2 separate regions of the Mus musculus genome follow, and region 2 is linked to region 1. A link is a contact called in public Micro-C data. All regions are on one chromosome and are shown on one strand. Each heading gives the region's core, a stretch centred on a gene start, on an enhancer-like site or on the middle of the called end of the contact. The rest is flanking DNA. Distances are from core to core; before and after follow the strand shown.

The links. A called contact is a pair of places that touch in the nucleus more often than the background predicts.
Region 2: a Micro-C map of embryonic stem cells shows a contact between it and region 1, with 30 times the contacts expected there. The contact joins the promoter of Six1 here to the promoter of Foxg1 in region 1. A contact is called at or near these places in 1 of 39 promoter capture datasets (cranial neural crest) and 2 of 484 Hi-C or Micro-C datasets (cerebellum and embryonic stem cells).

The regions. Positions count from the first base shown.
Region 1 is chr12:49,381,740-49,384,266 of GRCm38.p6, reverse strand. Foxg1 (forkhead box G1) reads right to left here and starts at 1,260. Exons shown (of 2, transcript NM_008241.2): 1 at 881-1,260. It overlaps Gm34304 (predicted gene, 34304), which reads left to right and starts at 2,439. Exons shown (of 2, transcript NR_168648.1): 1 at 2,439-2,450.
Region 2 is chr12:73,045,450-73,047,976 of GRCm38.p6, reverse strand. It overlaps Six1 (sine oculis-related homeobox 1), which reads left to right and starts at 1,265. Exons shown (of 2, transcript NM_009189.3): 1 at 1,265-2,110. The coding sequence starts at 1,551. It overlaps Gm51264 (predicted gene, 51264), which reads right to left and starts at 2,092; the gene lies at 2,029-2,092.

The sequences.
Region 1 (2,527 bases), core at 11-2,510:
AGAGAGGGAGAGAGAGAGAGAGAGGGAGAGGAGATAGAGAGAGAGAGAGAGAGAGAGAGAGAGAGAGAGAGAGAGAGAGAGAGAGAGAGAGAGGGAGGCTAGAGGCAGAAGCAACCCGTCGCCCGGGGTGCAGCGCCCCGCTCCGTTCCGCGCCCGGCCTCCCCCTCCCCCGCTGCCTCCTCCTCCTCGCGCCGCAGCAGTCACAGCAGCAGCAGCGGCAGCCCGAAGGGGGGGAGAGCCGGGCGGCGGGCGGGCGCGTCCCGGAGCGGCCGCAGCGAGGCTAGGAGACAGCGATCGAGGCAGCTATAGCCACAATTAATTTTCCGAGCTACAGGCGCACACTAGGGCTGTAAAAAAATTTTTGGTTTAACCTTTCCTACTGCCGAACCAATCAGTGCCGCCGGCGTGCAGGAGCGTCTGGCTAGCCGTCGACCAATCGGGGGCCCAGGGCCCGCCCATCCCCGCCCCGCCCCGGCCCCGCCCCCCGCTCACCGCCCCCTCCGGGTGGCGGGGCCCAGGCCTGGAGCCGCGGGGACCGGCGGGAGATCGCCCACCCGGCCAGGATTAGCGTGGGGCGTGCGCCCCGGGCCGCGGCCGCTCGACTGTGGCCTCCTCCCTGTATGGGATTATTTTCCTTTGCGCGTCAATATTTATCCTTATTGATTAAAGTTTGTATCCAATTTTGTCTGGAAGAGCGGGGCGGGGGGCGCGGCGGAGGGGCGAGCTGCGAGGGTGCGGGAGAGGGCGTGAACCCTGGGGACGCGGCGGCCCCGGCAGCGCCCTGGGAGCGAGCGGGCCAGCAAGCTCCGGAGAGCCGGGCATCGGGGGAACGGGGCCTGGAAGGTGGGGCGGGGGCGGCCACGGCCAGGCCGGTACTTACAGCTTCCTGCGGCCCGCGGCGAGCTCGGCTGTGAAGCTGGGCTGAGGGCGGCGAGCGGGGGCGGCTGAGCGGTGGGTGCGTTCTGTGGAGGCCTTCCACGCACGCGGGCGGGCGGGCGGAGAGCTGCCCCGGGCGAGCACAGACCCAAACAGTCCCGAAATAAAGCAGGTAACACGTGTGTTCTCCCTCCGTCTCGCTTCACTCCCAGAGTCGCGCTCACGCGCGGGTGACCCGGTGGCAGTTGTCTCCTCGGGCACTCCACCTCCTCTTCAGCTTCTAGGCAGTACTGGAAGCCGGTAGCCGCGATCGATCATCCTGGAAATATTTTCATTTTGCTTGACATTGAAGAAAATATGAGTGGGCGTCTACTTCCGTTTTTTTTTTTTTTAAATCCTATGTTTGCTCCTTTTTCCCATTTCACAAATACTTTATCTCTTTAAAACCTCAATCTTGAAACACCAGTAGGGCGAAATCAGCTCTTACCCTTCTTGGATGCTGCTGGAATGCTCTGGGGAGCCCAAGGAAGGTGGATTTGACAGTCCTAGCTTCTGGGGTTTGGGGGATGGTTTGGTGGGGAGGTTGAAACGAGTGGGTAGCTTGTAATTCAAGGCCTTTAAAAAGATCGCGGCCAGGGCCAGGGCCAAGGCCCAGCATTTCCCAGGGATTGGAATTTAGTGCGGAGCACACAGATCACAAATCCTCACTGGCTCAAAGCGCGCCACGTTGTAAGCAGAGGCCGTAGCCAGAGAGGAGAGGGAGGTGGAGACACATAGGTCACGAGTATCTTTCCCCTCCTCTTTAAGGTAAAATACTCTACCCATGCCAGCATTCATTTTGATGAGCTCTTAGCTAAATGATCTCTCAGTCTTGATATAAAAAAAAAAAAGGAAGGAGAAAAAACAGGGCCTATGTGTGGTACTAAAATCTACCAGAAACATGCAATACTCAAAATAATAGGGAGTTATTCTGATGTTCTCACCCCCCAAATTTGAAATGGGGCGCAGAAAGAGGGGAGGGAAAGAGAGGGAAACGCTAGCGAAAATTATCCACAATTACAAATAGCTAGCAAATTTTATATCTATTGGAGTGTTGTAAGAGATCTTTGATTATTTGTCCCCAAATATCCTTCCACTGCTTGGATCTCTTCCTACATATCCGCTGACTTTAAAACAAGCTATGCATGACGGAAAAGGCCAGGGTTCTAGCAATCAGCTTTGCAAAACACATTGGTGCCAAAGGTTGATTTCTAGGCTTGGGGTTTCTCACGGAGCCTGGCGACGTGATGAGCTTTGCCAACCTAGCTAGAGAGATCTGTGAGCCTGGGTTGTCTTGTTCATTTCCCTTCCCACTCTTTTCTCCTCCTCAGGCCCATTTTCCCTGGTGGTTCCTCAATGCGCTTGCCTTCCTTCCTCCTCCCCTCTCCCTTCTTCCCCTTTCACTAACCCACCCCTTCTCCCTCCCTCCTTTCCTCTCCCCTTCACTCCTCCACCTACTCCTCCCCATCCCCCAGCCCCCCTTCTCACCACCGCTTATAATGGCTCCCGGGGCTCCCTCAGAGGTGGACGGCCCGGTACGTTTTCGTAGTCGGTCTAGCGTGAAATGATTCGGTGTAACCGGATTCTTGGGAAAGGACAGGTTACGTAAACA
Region 2 (2,527 bases), core at 16-2,515, about 24 Mb before region 1:
CTTTGGAACAAGGTGTGCAAATGAGGCTTAAGTTAATTACAGCTTCATTTGTCTGTGCAGTTTTACTAAGCATTCTCCCCACAGAAACAAAATAGCAGATGATGGAACTTAAATTGCAGGACACATCTCATTGGCTGGCAGTAAAATAGGCCAGCATTGCAAACACACACACACACACACACACACACACACACACACACACTTTATTTAATCTTCTTGGAGCCACTGTGGTTCTAGCTTAGAGGGCAGTGTCCCTCTCAGAGCAGGGCAAGGATTATGTTACAACCAGACAGTTATTGGAGCTGGGCGCAGTTTTATTTAATTTACACCCCATTCAGCGCCTTTTGCATGAGGTTCCCCAATTTTTTTTTTTTTTTTTGCTAATGGCAAGTAAAGCTTTTCAGCATCCATCGGTAGCAGGGGTTGCTTTGAAAAAACGCAACCGTACAACTGGGGAAACTGAGTCCAGAAGTCTATGGACAGCAAGATTCTAAATTGCAGATGAAGCCCTGGTGTCTCTATGCTACAGTGCCAGGGTCAACCCTTCTGATCCCTCTTCTAGAGGCACTTTGAGAATGAGGGGAATGTTGCCCAGATCAGAGTCCTTGAGACCTTTAGGAGGTGTTAGGAGTTAGGAAGAGAAAGGGTGTAGGAGTTGGGGGGTGGGGGTGGGGGTGGGGGTGGGGGGCTAGGTTTGTCTTCACCTCCAGGAACCAAACCTGGAAGAAGCCACTTTCAGAGTGCTTGCAGCACAGAACCCTAGTCTCCTTTTGTATTATTTATCTCATTCCATAAGCTATTCATCAATCCATTATTTATTCATCTTAACATTAAGGTAATTAAATATGAGCTCACCGGGAAAAGCCAAGACTGCAAGAGACAGGGCTAAGAATATGGAGAAGAGGGTCATTAGAACGTCTGCAGCCATTGATTTGTGCTGCGTGAGGCTCCCCTTAGGTGACACCAAAGAGGGCGCCGCTTCGCAAGGTCCTGACTTGGTCACCACCCTTTTCAGCACCCCAGTTCCCTCCTCCCGACCCCACCTCACTTCCCACCTCTCCGGGTCCTTCTCCTCCCACCACTTCTTATCCTAGGCAGCACTCGGTAGCTTCGCCCTCCCCACGCGGGGCGGCAGGGTGGCGCGGCTTTGCTGCCGGGCCGGGCGGCGCGCAGGCTGGCCAGCTTCGGATAGGCGCCGCTCGCAGCCAATCAGCGTGTCGGGGACGCTGCGCGCTTTAAGGCCGCTGCGGGGAGAACAGAAACCAAGTTCCCCGGCAACCAGCAGCATCCACCCGGCGGCAGGCGGGAGCCAGCGAGGCCCAGAAGGCTGTAGAGAACGCCAGCCACTCGGAGTCTAGCTCACCCCTACTTCTCTTCGTCTTCCTTGGCCTCCCACCCGCCGAGGTTCGACTGGTCTCTTCGCCCGCGCCAAGGCTAGGGAGGGGGTTAGGAGCAGCCGCGCCCCCCTCCCCGCGGCAGCCGCCCCCTGCTCTCCCAGCTCTGCTCACTGCCGCGTGCGCCCGGGCCCGTGCGCCCCGGCAGCGCCAGCCATGTCGATGCTGCCGTCGTTTGGTTTTACGCAAGAGCAAGTGGCGTGCGTGTGCGAAGTTCTGCAGCAAGGAGGGAACCTGGAACGCCTGGGCAGGTTCTTGTGGTCGTTGCCCGCCTGCGATCACCTGCACAAGAACGAGAGCGTGCTCAAGGCCAAGGCGGTGGTCGCCTTCCACCGCGGCAACTTCCGCGAGCTCTACAAGATACTGGAGAGCCACCAGTTCTCGCCTCACAATCACCCCAAACTGCAGCAGCTGTGGCTGAAAGCGCACTACGTGGAGGCCGAGAAACTTCGCGGCCGACCCCTGGGTGCCGTGGGCAAATATCGGGTGCGCCGAAAATTCCCGTTGCCGCGGACCATCTGGGACGGCGAGGAGACCAGCTACTGCTTTAAGGAGAAGTCTCGGGGCGTGCTGCGGGAGTGGTACGCGCACAACCCCTACCCCTCACCGAGGGAGAAACGGGAGCTGGCCGAGGCCACCGGCCTCACCACCACCCAGGTCAGCAACTGGTTTAAGAACCGGAGGCAAAGAGACCGGGCCGCCGAGGCCAAGGAAAGGTACGCGGCGTGCTTGCCCAGGCTCGGGTGACCCCGGGAAGTTTCACCCTTCGCTCCCTTCTGCCCCCCGCAGGCGTCGCCACCAGCTTCCTACCCGCCGCCACCCGGCAGAGGTCCGTGGGGCGGCACCCCGGCCTCGGCGACGCTGCTGTGAAGGTTCATGAACTCTTGAGGTTGCCTGTTAGGGACTGGGTCGCGTTTGCGTGGAGCACTCGCGCGTGGGTTTCTTTGGTGAGGGAAAGTGTGGGGAACGGTCGGCGTTGGGTTTGTTTCATGCCCTCCGGGCTGGCTCCGGCGAAGAGAAGGGATGGCCAGGGAGTTTGTAGATCAGAGGAAACGGGGGTATTGCTTGGTATCGCGAGGGAAGCTGTTCGGTACGGCGGAAGGTCTCGAACCTCCGCTCTTTCGCTCCGTCTT